Regions from separate parts of the Zea mays genome. Here all the other regions are linked to region 1. The links are chromatin contacts, called in public Hi-C maps. All regions are on one chromosome and are shown on one strand. The core of a region is the stretch at or near the end of the contact, and the rest is flanking DNA. Distances in the headings are between cores, read along the strand shown. Region 1 holds the start of LOC100384351 (coatomer subunit alpha-3). Region 2 holds the start of LOC100273932 (Zinc-finger domain of monoamine-oxidase A repressor R1). Region 3 holds the start of LOC100192908.

Region 1 (4,753 bases), core at 2,156-4,655:
CATGATCATAGCGTTTTCTGAGAAGGGCGAGCTTGAAAATGTACTCTGATGCATCAACTGCAATCAGCTTGTTTTTTCCATCACGATCTAAGCAGAAAATGTTGTTCCCAACAACCCTCGTTATGTAAATAGGAACATCGAGAGTCTTTATGATCCCACTATCTCCATTGGGAAGACAGTACTTCATATGGTTCAGTGTAGTGTAAATGAACACACCATTCTCATCCCAGGCACCACTTTTCACACGGATGGTTTCATGCAGTGTGCACTTATGGACAAGCTTCTTGCTAGCTATAACCACTGCATGCTTGCTCAGTAGTGCCACAGATTCCATGTCACTAGACCAAACAACATATTTGATAGCAGGTGTTTGGAGCTCACCAAGAACTAACCTTTGCTGAAGATCAAAGATGGCCACCCTGTCTTCACCTTTGCACAGCAGGTTACCGGTCCCAGCATAATATATTGCATCAGTCGCAATGGGAAGGGGGCTTTTCTTCAAAATTTCATTCTTAAGATTCTTCACCAAAACTTGATTGCTACTCTTCTCAAGGACTGCAAACCTGTTGCGCGCTACAAAAACAGCAGAACCACCAGCTCCTTTCTTTGCCTCTTGCAAGTAATCAGACCTGCCAGCAGAATCCTTGGGAACAATGTAGAGTTCATATGAACCCCCATCAGCATCAGAGCAAATCAAGACAGCATTCTCAGTTGGGCTGTAGGACAGCGTCCTGGGTGATTGGTTCAAGCTGACTGATCCAGGTCTTCTTATTGGAGCCACTTGAACTTCCTTCTGGGTGGAGTATTCAAAGAACCGGAGAAACCGATCCTTCAAATAGAAGACAGTGTCACCACTAACGCAGAAGGCTGGGCGTTCCCTCTCTAATTTGAACACAATCATGCCACTGTCATGACCAGCAGCAAGAAGGTTCATTTCAGGGTGAGCAGCAAGAATCCAGAAACGGTCGTGCTCCCGTCTAAATGTCTGAATACCAGTTCTCTTTGTGGCATCCCAAATGCGAATGCTTTTGTCTTCTGAGTTTGACACGATGATGTCTTGCTTCGCATGGAACATCACACAAGACACATTATTCATGTGGCCCCTTAAAGTATCAACTTCCCAAGCCTTGGTATCTGTCCATAAAGAACACATATAGATTATTGCATTTCAAACATTTCCTTGTAGAATGTATACTCTTTTTCACATATGCTAAGTACTAATTGATCTGCTAAATTGTGTGATAAGCTTCACCTCCAAGAGCCATTTTACTTGTAATATTTTAAACATAAATCAAAAGTATCAAGTTACTAATTGTGCTTGTGCCTCTTGTATTTAGCAACCTGTTACATCATTAAATGGTACAAAGTTCTGTGAAGGCAAGATTATAGAAAACAAATAAAAAATACCCATGATTAAAAACATATTATTAGGCAATTCTATAATGTGAAAACATCAAATTATACATATTGAATAGTTATTGTTTTACTACGTAAAAACTACAAACAAGACATGCAAATTGCAAAGTGAGTAATAAGACTATTACCATTCATTCTCCATAGCTTCACCTGCCGGTCATCTGCCCCAGAAACAATGAGTGGCAAAGTGGGATGAAATGAGGCCCAGTTGACCCCACGATCATGGCCTTCCAGGACATATTTCACTACAGCATCAACACCTCCAAAAAGATCTGTGTTCATCTGGGTGAGACGGAGGATGTCATCTGCAGGTGACACTGTCTTCTTCCTCAGAGCTCCGATATCCCAGACACGTACAGTCTGATCAAGTGATGCCGATACAACCAGGTCTTCTTTGGGATGGAAAGATGCACACATGACGTAATGGTTATGCCCAGTCAGCACAGCCACACAGGTGCGTGACTGCCAGTTCCAGATCCGGATTGTCTGATCGTCACTAGCACTTACAATCCATGGATACTCATGATGGAATTGCACAGTGCGAATGTAGTCAAGGTGTCCGTGAAGTGTGAAAAGGCAACGGTGTGTCTTGTAATTCCAGACCTTAATCTTATAATCATCACCTGCATCATATGACAGTAAGCAAAACCAGAATATTAGTAAGTTTTACAAGTAACAATGGTAACGCTCTTACCGACTGTTGTGCAAGTACCAAGTAGACCTTAGGTGCAAGCCTGCAAGCAAGCATCCTAAGTCTTTAGATCTTGATCCAACCGTAGGTCACATTTAACACTTAAACCCCTCCACCACTAGCTAGCACAGCTTTATCAAAAACTCCCTTGACAAACTAAAGTTACACCTACGGTTGGATCATGATCTACAGACCTAGGAGACTCGCTTGTACGCACCTAGGAGACTCCCTTGCACACATGTACCTAGGGTCTGCTTACACAGTAGTTGTTTCTGCTTAGGGATGTCTTAGTCTTAATTCGATGATTGACAGCACGATTACAGAAGTGTTTTTTTTTTGTGTGTGCTAATGAGAATACCTTTGTGATTTGTGACTGAAGGTGTTCTACCTAATGTTTCAAAGATCACAGAATCCACTAACTATAGACACAGGAAAAATCAAGCACTAGGACTTATTTACCATACAGATCATCGCACGCACAGATGATAAAGCAAGCACCAGATCCGAGTTCCGACCAACCCATCGCACCGTACTGTTACATATATCCTTATTAACCACCGCACTTCCCACCAAAAGCGATCTCATCAACGAACTTGCAAAGCAATCTAGTCCAAGCGCCCACGATTACACAAACAACGAATCGCAGAACCATCAAACATCCACGTAACTTGCGGGAACACCTCCAATCCGCGCGAGAGAAATGAGCTGAACACGCGAAGAGCGCACCAGACGGGCGAGACAGAAGGATCTAGCAAATTACCTCCGGAGACGAAGAGCGGCTGTGTGGCGTGGAAGTGGACGCCGCGAACCGGCCCGTCGTGCTCGTCGAAGCGGTCGAGGAGGGTGCCCATGCGGTAGTCCCACATCTGGATCACCCCGCTGTGGAGACTCGCCAGGATCCATGGCCGACGCGGGTGGAAACTCAGGCCCTTCACCCGGTTGCTCTTCGTTTCGAACTTGGTCAGCATCCTCCCGGCCCGGCGTGCCCGGCCACGGCGGCGGCTAAGCTGAGCTCCCCAGCTGTAGCTGCGGAGAGGAACGGAGAAGAGATGGTGGATCTGGAAGAGGGAGGAGGAGGTGGATCTGGAGGTGCGAGTCGGGACTCGGGACTCGCGAGAGAGGGAGAGAGAAGGGCAGAGGGGGGAGAATGCAATGACGACGGGAGAGAGGTGCTTTAGATCTCGGAGCAGGGGATCTGATGACTGATGAGCCTCGCCGTGGGGTGAGCAGAGCTGCAAGGGGTCATAACCGTTCGATGCTGGGGCATGATGATCTGAACCGTTGGAAATTGTCAGGTGTGTGCCCTGGTTGTCAGTGAGGCATTTGCTTTTCCGTAATGACACATTAAAGTCATTTGATGATAGGATCATAGGACTATACTGTTATGTTACGTTACACTAGTCGGTTACCCGTGTGTTGCGACGGCTCACAATAATACCCACGTAAATTATCCACCAAAAAGATCTCAAGAATTTTATTGATTGTCTCCGCTTTTTGCATAATATTTTTATGAACGCACGGATACCATAGGCAACAAATCAGAGACCACATCCTTCGCATCCCCCACTTCCAAGGTTTCGTAGAGCAGGAGGGGAAGGGAAGAGGCGGACATATCTGTTCGTTGCCGGAGAAGGACACGACGAAGACCTGGGCATTTGGAGGCGACATAGGTAGTATACCGCTAGATATATAGGGAGAGAGCACGCAAGAGGAGAAAGAAGCACAGCCGGAGCAACTCCAAACCGAGAGGCACCCGCACCAGACGTCAATCCGAGAAGGATGAGAGAATGCGAGTGTCTTCCCAGCCCTGGACCCGTCGAAGCGACACAACACCACCACCAACTTCGTAGCATATGCCGACTGCAGCCACGCTACGGGCCTTGGTTGTCCAATATCTCAGACCTGGACTCCTTATCGCCAAGATAACCTAAGCGTTGCGCCACCATGTCCTCCTCGACGGCACGCACGGAAAAAGGCCAGGAGCATGACTGACTCGCCCCGTACCCGGGTCGACGAGCGTCAGTCGGCTCGCGACTGCGACCGTGGGCGGAGGCAATAGGTTGGGGAGGAAGAACAGAGCGAAGGTCGGGAAGATGAACGGGACGTCCGACGACGGCGAAAACGGTGGTGCGTGCATGATGCGAAACGTCCTCGTGGACGTGCAATAGCCACTACGCGAGTCGGTGTCGGGGCTGGTGTCGGACAAATACGGGGAGGAAGCGCGTGCTCCTACGCCTCTGCCGAGAATGGGGTGGTGCGGAGGTGGAGGCATGAGGGGCGAGAGAAAATAAGTAGAATGGCGAACGAGGTGGTGGCAACTGAGACGAGAACCATCATTATCGTGCGGAGGTATAGATGGCTAGATGGATCGTGTCTGGCGAGCCGGTCCGAGGCACGAACTATTTAATAGTGCCTAGGCCAACCCGGCGCGAGCGTCGTGCGGTGCTTGGGCCGTAGCCTCGACCCGTAGTGCTGGCCCGACCCGACACGATTGTTTTTTATTTTACAAATATATATATATATATAATTTATATTCAATATTATAAACACTTGAGCATGATGTTCTACTGGTTAGACAACTTCGTTTAGTGTCTCTCACCCTTATTCCACCAGGGTGTGGGTTCAAACCCCAACTCCTGCACCGCT
Region 2 (4,820 bases), core at 606-3,105, 170 kb after region 1:
TACAAATATTGTAAAAAAAGGTAGGCAATGGCAATAGTACCAGCTTCTGGCACAATATTTGGTGTGATTTAGAACCTCTGTCTTCTAAATATCCTAGTCTGTTTGATATTGCATATGACAAAAATATCACAGCGGCAAAAGCCTTTTCTTCTGATTTTAGAGCTGTGAATTTTAGGAGAAGGATCTATGGTGCTTTGGAAGATGACTATAATCGCCTTATTACACAGCGTAATAATATTACTATTTCTGAGGAGGATGATAAATTAGTTTGGCTTCTGGGTAATAAAAATTTTCTGTCAATTCTTTCTACAAAGAAATCAAATGGGTTCAGATTCCTTTGCCTTCTAGTTTCTTGTGGAAGAATAGACTCCCATATAAAATCAAAGCTTTTTTGGCTTGTTAGGCATAAAAAGATTTTGACCAAGGATAACTTGTTCAAGAAAAATTGGAAGGGCAATCTGGATTGCACTTTTTGTGGATTTTCAGAATCCATAGATCATTTGTTTTTTCAGTGCTCAGTTGCTAGATTTACCTGGAGAATTGTCTACTCGGCTCTTGGCTTAACTTGTATACCCAACAGTGTGGATGATCTGTTTGGCTCTTGGATTGATAGTTTTAACAAAACTGAAAAGAACCTGGTCCTTTTTGGTTGTGGTGCTGTCATTTGGGCGATCTGGCGATGTCGCAATGATTGTTGCTTTGGAACTGATAGAATTAATGATCCGACTAATGTGATTTTCTCCTGTTGCTATTGGCTTGATACTTGGGCTATCCGTCAGAAAAAGAAGGAAAGAAAATTGGTGGAACAAGGAAGCCTCAAAATCAGAAGGATGGCGTGTGAGATCTACAACAAGACTCGTGGCTGGAAGCCAATCGACAGACGGATCCAATGAAGATTCTGCTGTGTTTGGCTATTTTGGTTCATCATCATTGCGTTTGTTGTATTCCCCCCTCGCCTCGGTAGCTTCAGGCTGCCAAAAAACTTTGGGCTATATCGGGGCTGAAGCTGTTTAGTTTCGTACTACTCTAGTTTGATCTTTGCGAACTATGTCTTTGGTCAGCTCTGTGTTGATCATGTGCTGCTTCTGGTAGTTTGGTTCGTTCAGGTTTAGTTTTGTCGTAGTTGATAGTTGTGTGTCTTATCGGCTTTTAAATTTTGGTTGGCTCTTTGGTCTTGTAAGAACTTGTGTCTTTTTCTATTTCATAGTGAAATAGAGGGTTATCCCCTCTATTAAAAAATGAGTTAATGATTTTATAATTTAATGGATTGGTTGTTTTTGTCTAGATCCGCTCTTGGTCGGATGTCCTTATCATTTCAGATATCGTATAACTCCGCATCAGTTATCGCGAGTGGAAATTCAGAGAGCCAAGGACTTCTTGACTTCCAACAAGAGCAGTTCATATCCGAGGAACAATCTGTCTCCCTTGGATGTAGAATTTCTTGACTTTCAACAAGAGCAGTTCATATCCGAGGATGGGTGAGCCCGCGGAATCTCCTTTGCTTGACGCAGGCTGACACGATTTGTTTGAAAAAACACAGGTACTCCGTACGAGATACGGGAGCTTGATGGGGGAGCTCGGGCGGCGGCCGAGTTTTACGCCGTGGAGATGGTTCTTTTCACCTGCGATAGTTTGTGGAGAATGCATCTGTTGGGAACGTTTTTTTTCTCGTTTTATCCTAAAACAAGGATTAGGATTAGGATTAAGGTTTTAAGGATCTCTCGGTGATATTTTATGCGTCAAGCGTCATGGGCAAAATGGTAAATGTGTAGCAACACTGCAGTTCGCACCCTGCGCTCGGCATAAAATAGAGCCGTTCTGTTACCTTTCTTCTCCCATTCAAACTTCACATAGAGCCGTTGCTCAGCACTCGCGACCCACTACCAATCCTCCAAGCACAACAACCAATCTTTGCAAGCCGTCCAAAGACGCCGCAGCCGCCGCCGCCGACGCCATGGGGAAACTCGGAGCCAAGTCCGACTACGAGAGTCTCCGCGACGCCCGCATCTCCGAGAACATGGTAAGGCGCAGGCACCCTACCCGAATTCGATCTCCACTCGAAGAGGAATTTCTCGCATCATCTCCAATTCTCGTTCGTGTCGTGTTTGCAGGCCCGGATGGAGATGCTCGGCCTTCTCCGCTGCGCGGGGGAGCTCAGCGACATCGCCTCCGCCTCCAGCCACCGCGCGGCAGGGAGCGCGACGCCTCGGAAGACCCCCAGGCCACGGGTGACGAGCATGACCCCGCTCCGCCGCTCCGGCCGCCTCCTCGCCGCGACGCCGACCCGCCCGACCGGATCCGCGTCGACGCACCGCTGTTCCACTCGGCTGAATGGACAGGGCACAGGTTGAAGCATTGAATGCTCTCTTCCGTGGATCGAGTCGTGTTATATGTGACGGCCGACGGGAAACAGTTCAAGCAAGTTCCTTTTTATTTTCTGGCAGGGGTTCTGAGTAAGTTGACGGCGGCGGGATCGGAGGATGAGGATGATACATGGGAAGATGATAAGGAGGGGAAGTGGGCGGTGGCGGTGGCCAAGGAGAGGGTACAGGCGCTGCAGGAGAGGCGGTGCGACAGCAGGGGGAGGGGCGGCGTGTACGACTCTGTTCTTGGGATCTGCTGCCATTTCTGCAGGTACACGCTCATCATTACAAACATGAATCACCGATTGGTGCTCCTGAGAAAGACCGCGCGGGATTAGTGTACAAGTAGCTGACAAAAAGTCGTTCTCTATGATCAAAGGCAGAAGAAATTGTGCGGCGAGGAGGACTGCAAGCGCTGCGGGGAAGGAGACCTGAAGCAGCCATGCTTAGGTAAAAAGAATCCGTAGAGGATTCTCCTATTTCCCCCTGATTTCCGCACCTAGTATGATCATGTCAACGCTCAATACTTTGGCAAACATTTGACAGGAAAGACGGAGTGCTCATCTTGCCATTCTTCTAATGGGATACTCTGCCGTGGTTGCCTGAAAGTTAGGTACGGCGAAGGTAAGCGGACTTGCTTAACGCTGGAATGGCATTGTTCTTGCTGGATTTTGTCCTGCTTACTAAACTATGAAACGCGGTAGCAGAGATGGAAGAGGTGCGGAAGAACAAGAACTGGCTGTGCCCTCACTGCGTTGAGGAGAAGGGTATCAAGAAATTCTGGATATGCAACAGGTGAGCGCTTCCTCAACCCCCTCTCTGTCAGGATATATAATAGTGTTTTTTAAAAATCACTTTCCCATCGCTCATTCATTAACCCCTTTGGGTCATACACGATGATGCAGCTCCTTCTGCTTGAAGAAGCGGAAGATACCACCGACTGGGATTGCCATATATAATGGTATTTCTGACTCGACTCCTGTCCACATATGTGAAACATGCTGTTCTTGCTGTTACTGATAAACATATCTGCTTCTTCTTTTTTTCCTTTCACTTTCTTTGACATTGCAACAGCAAGGGAGCAAGGATACGAGTCAGTTGCGCACCTTCTGATGGACAGGCTGAAGCGACAAGCTTTCTGATGACGACTGGTGTAATGGTGTTGGCACGTTCACTTCTACAGCGACGATGATGACATAGAGATTGTAGTGGCAGTCTGTTGTCTGACGACGTATGGTTTTGCATGTTTCACTTCTGCAGTGGCTTAGTGATGATGGTAGATTGGTAGAGGTTATAGCGAGAGTCCGTTTGTCTGGCAGTTCCGATAGTAGGCATCTTAGCCTCTAGGAGAAAATGTTTCTGTTGAAATGAGTTAGACTTTTTGGCCCAAGAAGAATGTGAAGCTAGGAACTCTCGGTAGTCTGATGTTTCAGAGAACAACCTCAGCGGCCTTCTGACTTCTGAGTGGCAGCATGTCTGTTTATTGTAACCACATTTTGTTGAGGGTCGGGGCAACCATGGTGCACATGCACAGTCTATTTATTTTCTGGATTTGAATCCAGCTGGCTAAGAGGTGTTTGATGTTAGGATTTATGGGCTTGGCCCAATTAAGAATTTCTAATAATTCCAGGAAAATCTCAAAAGCCCATATAAGTGGATGGCAAAGGGATAGGTGGAACCAATAGCACCATATTGCTAGCTCTTGTGGAGTAGAGCTAGCTTAAATATGGAAGCCACACTCACTCACCAAGTCATGGATGAGAGGAGAGAGTGTGGAGAGCCACACGCGCGCGCTCGCTCGCCTCGCCTGGGCGAAGGGCGCGGGCGCACGACATGCGCGTGAATGGTCCGCCGAAATCCGGCCCCTCGCCTTGCGGGGGCGCGGCTACCTTTTGCCGTTATCCCAGTTCGCTTTCGCCTCTCTTCATAGCTGAGCCGCCTTTTAGTTCCCTTCGTCCCGACCGCAGAGGTGCATCTGCGATCAGGAGAGCAGGTCTCCGACCTCGTCGACCCTGCTGATTCCGGCGCGTGCCATCGATCAGTAAGTCTAATCAGTACGCATCATCTGATTTGGCTTATTATTTCAGTTCTTCTGATTTGGTCATGATTTATATTCGGAATTTAGATTGGAATTTGTCTAATTATTCAACAATCCAAAAACCTTATTGTAGACAATTTCCTAGTTTTTCTATGGCTGCTTTTGCCGACGCGCTGAAGCCAGAAAAGTTTAATGGTATGCACTTTAAGAGATGGCAAGTCAAGGCCACGCTCTGGCTTACTGCTATGAATGTCTTCCATGTTAGTAAAGGCAGACCTAAGGGTCCACTGACTCCTGAACAGGAGAAAGAGTACGACCATGCCAATACTATGTTCACGGGAGCCGTTCTTAGCGCCCTTGTTGACCGTCTGGTTGATGCGAATATGCAGTACACAGACGGGAAAGAGTTGTGGGATGCA
Region 3 (4,934 bases), core at 330-2,829, 240 kb after region 1:
TGGTACATCCGAACTGGCCGGTCATGTTCGCTATTATTGGGGTGCCACGCGGTAGCCCTGGTATGGTCTCGGACTGTCCGACAGGAAAAATCGGACTATCTGCGTAAGGGTCGGACTGTCCGGGCAAAAGCTCGGACGGTTTGACCGTGTCCAGGGGCGCCGATCTGCCAAGCAGGGACGGTGGTAATGGTATTTGTCCTGGATATGAGTTCATCGGCATACTATATAATGGCTGGGGCTGTGAATCCCCATTTGTCGCCGATGTATTAGACATAGACATCATGTTACTAGTTTCATATGATGGAAAACTTGGAGCAACAGATTTCTCCAACGTATGTGTTAATTTTCTAACTGATTCTTCTAACCCTCCAATCTGTTGTTTCATTTGATTCTGCTGATGATCTACATATTGTTTAATAAATTGGATGTTGTCGGTTTTACCTACGTCGGGGACTTGAACCGAAGATAGAAGAGACGCGGCGTCGGTCTCTCCATATTTGATAACTTTCAGGTGGCGATCTACCGTGTATTGTGACAAGAATTTCTCCTTTGCTTGCTGCAAGTAGTCATCATATTGATGTTTCTCATCGGTCGTCAGACTTTCAATAACCGGCTTCAGGATATTGTCCAGGGAGATATCAGTGTGATCTTTAGAACCGGCCATTTGAGGGCCTGATTTTTAGTAGATCTAGACACCTGTTTCCCAGCGGAGTCGCTAAAAAGTGTGTTGGCGTCGATCCGGGCGCCAATCACTGCGTTGAGAACCCGCGGTGGTGCTCTATGCACAGGAGCGGACGGTCCACGGCCGGGGGCCGGATGGTCCGTGACCTGGCGCAAGGCTCGGGTTCCCTGCCTGACGGACCGGACGGTCCGCGTGTGCGCAGGGACGGCGGAGTTCGTCGGCGGCACCTGAATCTCGCTCCCGGGAGGGACCCCGTCAGGAGGAGAGATCCTAGGCTTTGTCTAGGGTGGGCAGGCCACCCTAGACACATCTAATCGTCGTAGAGCTGAAGAGAAGTGAAAAATTTGGGGTAGGGAAAGACTAATCTACAGCTAAACTAGAACTACTCCAAATGCATAAGTAAAACGAGAAATAGACTTGATTTGATCGATTGTGTGAGGTTCAATCGGCCGTAGCCCTTCATCTATATAAAGGGGATGTCTGAATCTGCTACAAGTTGTTTACCGAGCTAATCCCGCGGTTTTAGCTAATAAATCCCGCGAAAAACTCGGAACTCTAACTGACTCTGCGTACGCGCGGACCGTCTGGACCGCGGACCGTCCGGCCTCAGGCCCGGACCGTCCGCAAGTACATTTCTTGTGCTCATTAAGATTAAGGGATTTTAGTGCTCTAATATCCTTCGGTATCCATGTGTTCCAAACAAGCTCTAAAAGAATACTATTTCTATTCAATTCCAATTTCCTTGCTCACAATTCGATTATTTTAGATAGAAGGAATACTTATCTCAGTTTTTAATTATATCAATTTCATTTATTTTTAGTTCTGAGTTCTGACCCTGTCTCTCTGTTGTATCCTTTCCCCTGTCTCTGCAGCAGAGCAGTTCCTTTCTTGTTGTCTTGCTCTACTCCCCAGTCCCCAGACCCCAGTCCCCCACTCGGACCTGGGGGGCATCGCACCGAGGACGACCTCACGCTGGGGCGGGCCTTGGTATATTCCTTCTCCTCCCTGCTCGGTTTAGCACGCCCGCTTCCAGCACGCATCCTCCCCTCCTCCCGTCTCAAGGGATAGCAGGGTGCAGCGGCTCGAAGCTGGAGGAAGCGGACGGGTTCGCCATGGGGTCCGAGGGATCCTCGGGTCCAGTTGTCGGTGAGTAGCAGTCTCTGTCCGTCATTTCTCCCGAGTTTGCATATGATGTGTTTGTGTGCTCGTCGGTCCGCGAATTCGAGCGGAGACTGGAGAGGTGGGATCTGTGTGGCCAACAAGGCATGGCTGCCTGGATCCCCGATCGGATGCGGCCGCCCGTTGATTAAGGGAAGAAGGAGCTTGGTGGGAGTGGGCTCAGTATCACCTGGGGCTGCTTGGGGAATCCGATCCGGCATTGCCTCTGATTGGAATTGACACCACATCAAGATTGCTGTGCGCGACTTAGGTGCAGAGTTACCATTTCCACTGCCATGTAGTCAACAGCCTCTTGGGCGAAAGACAGGTATATCGGGAACTAGGGTTGCCTTCGGATGGAATTGCAGATTTGTAGTGCCGAGTTGGAATGTCAGGGTAAGTTTAGCATCTCGCTGTAGTTGGTGAGCCCCGGTTGATCTTTCCATGTAAATGAGAATTATGTAGGTTTTGGTCGAGACTTGGAAGTTTATTCCTTTAAGGATTAACAAAGAAGAGTTCGGTTACTCGAATGTTGGTGCAATTCTTGATGGATTGATTGGTTAGGAATTTGGCTGGACCACCTGAACTTATTGTGAAGTCACACTCATCTGTTGTTGGGAATCATTGCTCTTGAAATAGTTTTATAAGACTGCGATTAGACTTGTTATGTTGTATGGTGCAGAATGTTGGTCTAAAAGAGACGACATGTTTAGCATATAAGTGTTATGGAAATAAGTATGTTACGTTGGATTTGTGGCCATACAAAAAGGGATCGGGTCCGGAACGACGATATATGTGACAAGCTAGGGGTAGCACCAATTGAAATAAAGCTTGTCAACACCGGTTGAAATGCTTTGGAAATGTCCAACGAAAAATTGCAAAGGCACCAATGTGTAGTGGGATCCTAAGGCACAGAAGCAATATGAAGTGAGACAAGAGAAAGCTGAACTTGAGGCAGTAAAAGGAGACTTGAACTGATGAAATATACCCAAAGAATTAGCCTTAAATATGATTGAATTAAAAACAGCTATCCATGTGCCTAAACCTTGACTTGTGGTTTCGGTTAGGTTTCAACACTAGTCTACCCTAACTTGCTTGGGACTAAAAGACTTTGTTGTTGTTGTTGTTGTTGTAGAGTTATTTCTGTAAAAGTTTCTGGACAGTTGAATCACATTATTGATTGGAGCACTAGTAACTGGTGTGGTACTGAACTAGCATGTGTGTTATCTTTATCCAGCAGGAATGCCCATTAATCCACAATCTGGTAAAGGGATTCAAGTTTCCAATATAGTATTCTAGTGGTTATAGATCCTTATGTTTAGCTACAGTAATTGTATTCAGAATTGAGTCAAGGTTAGCTATTTCTGACCGCCATGCCTCAACTAGTCAAAAGATATTTTTTCCAGATTGTAAAGGATTAAAGCTCAAATTACTCCTAATGGTTTTTTAACAGTTAAATGGGGGGCATGCTTGCTCTTCTTGTCAGTGATGCCGATTCTAGTATTAGTCTTTACCTACTTGTTAGTCATACGCCTACCCATGGCCCATCTTATCATTTCCCTTCATTTCATTTTAGATTTTGTTAATTGTTCCTTGATGTAAATAGTACAAGTCCATAACTCACCTTGATCGACTGAATTTCCTGAAGCTAGCCAATGTGTGACCTTGCTTACATAGAAGAGCCTCTATGAGATGTTGCTGAAAGATTTGCAACTACTTGCTTAAATTGTATAGATTCACAATGATTTCAAGTCGTCCGACTAATCGCGATTAATCACGATTAGTCGGGCTGGTCGGTAATTAGTACACGATTTGCTGGACGACTCGACCAGACAACCTAGTCGTCCTGGTCATCTGACTAATCGTCGACTAGGGCGACTAGTCGTCCGACTTATGTGTCCTGGTCGTCCCGGCTAGGGTTTAGTTATTGGGCCTTTTTTAGCCCATCTACAGTCACTGCACGTCTCCTCTCCTCTCCTATTATAACCTACCCGCCAACAGTCTCTGGCTCTCTGCACGTCTCCTCTCCTCTCTTGCACCACCCCTGCAGTCCTGGACTTTGATTGCCGACGGCTACAGCACCCTGCGTCCCTGCCCCTTCTCCTGGAGTCCTGCAGCCTGCTGCACTACTGCAGTCTCTAATTTATATAACGTATACATGTGTATATATATATATATATATATATATATATATATATATATATATATATATATATATATATATATATATATATATATATATATATAAATATAAAAGTATATAAGTATAGCTACTAATGTAGGACGACCAGGGACCGACTAGGAGTCGACTAGTCGCCCTAGTCGTAGCCTAATCGCGACTAGGCGACTTGAAATCATTGATAGATTGACATTCACTAGCTATGAGCTAAAGAGCAGCTTTCCATGAGGACAAGAGTAGTGAGGTAACATGAATGTACTTTGGTTTAGAGTTGTTGATTTGGTATTTTCAATAGAACTAGTCAATATAATTCAAATTTATGTGCACACCAATGTTATCAAGTCGTCTAACCAATCCCTGTCACCATGGGACTGACTAGGTGACTAGTCATCGTCTCATCGACTAGGACGACTTGCCTTAGTCAGTCCTAGTCGTCCTATATATCAGGACTAATATACCAAATATATACTACTCCCTCCAGCCTAGTATATAAGCTGTAACCACTTTTTATTCTAGCCCCACAATACAAGGCGTGCTCTCTCTAAATATACGTACATCGATACAATAGTACTAGTGTTGATAGAGAGAATTAAATACATTCTTTGGTCTTTGAACCAGATGTGGTTACGCCTTATATACTAGGGCGGAGGGAGTAATATACTATATGTTCTAGACAGTTGCGTACCGTCCTTGGATGGTAGAGGCTGAAACTCTGTTCCTTTATTTAAAAAATACTAAATGTTCTAGAGTACAAATCAAGCATGAAGATAACTTTACCATGGTGGCTGCATGTAGGGTTGCAAATTGGGCTGAAAAACATGTGCCCAAGTGGCCTAAGCCATCTCAGATGCAGTCCATGTTCTCAGCTGCCCAGCAATTCCATTTTTGTTTCTTGTCGTTTGACTAATCATGATT

What was found. Hi-C and Micro-C count contacts between places; a contact is called where the count stands out from the background.
Region 2: a Hi-C map of leaf shows a contact between it and region 1, with 9 times the contacts expected there. The contact joins the promoter of LOC100273932 here to the promoter of LOC100384351 in region 1. A contact is called at or near these places in 4 of 25 Hi-C or Micro-C datasets (ear, endosperm, leaf and 1 more).
Region 3: a contact with region 1 is called in a Hi-C map of ear, with 3 times the contacts expected there. The contact joins the promoter of LOC100192908 here to the promoter of LOC100384351 in region 1. A contact is called at or near these places in 2 of 25 Hi-C or Micro-C datasets (ear and tassel).

The regions. Positions count from the first base shown.
Region 1 is chr1:274,196,441-274,201,193 of Zm-B73-REFERENCE-NAM-5.0, forward strand. It overlaps LOC100384351 (coatomer subunit alpha-3), which reads right to left and starts at 3,406. Exons shown (of 3, transcript XM_008648034.3): 1 at 2,868-3,406; 2 at 1,545-2,039; 3 at 1-1,134. The coding sequence starts at 3,075.
Region 2 is chr1:274,368,698-274,373,517 of Zm-B73-REFERENCE-NAM-5.0, forward strand. It overlaps LOC100273932 (Zinc-finger domain of monoamine-oxidase A repressor R1), which reads left to right and starts at 1,856. Exons shown (of 6, transcript NM_001148324.1): 1 at 1,856-2,020; 2 at 2,112-2,634; 3 at 2,743-2,813; 4 at 2,910-2,987; 5 at 3,071-3,158; 6 at 3,269-3,751. The coding sequence starts at 2,360. The coding sequence ends at 3,383.
Region 3 is chr1:274,442,596-274,447,529 of Zm-B73-REFERENCE-NAM-5.0, forward strand. LOC100192908 reads left to right here and starts at 1,580. Exons shown (of 5, transcript NM_001138095.1): 1 at 1,580-1,828. The coding sequence starts at 1,795.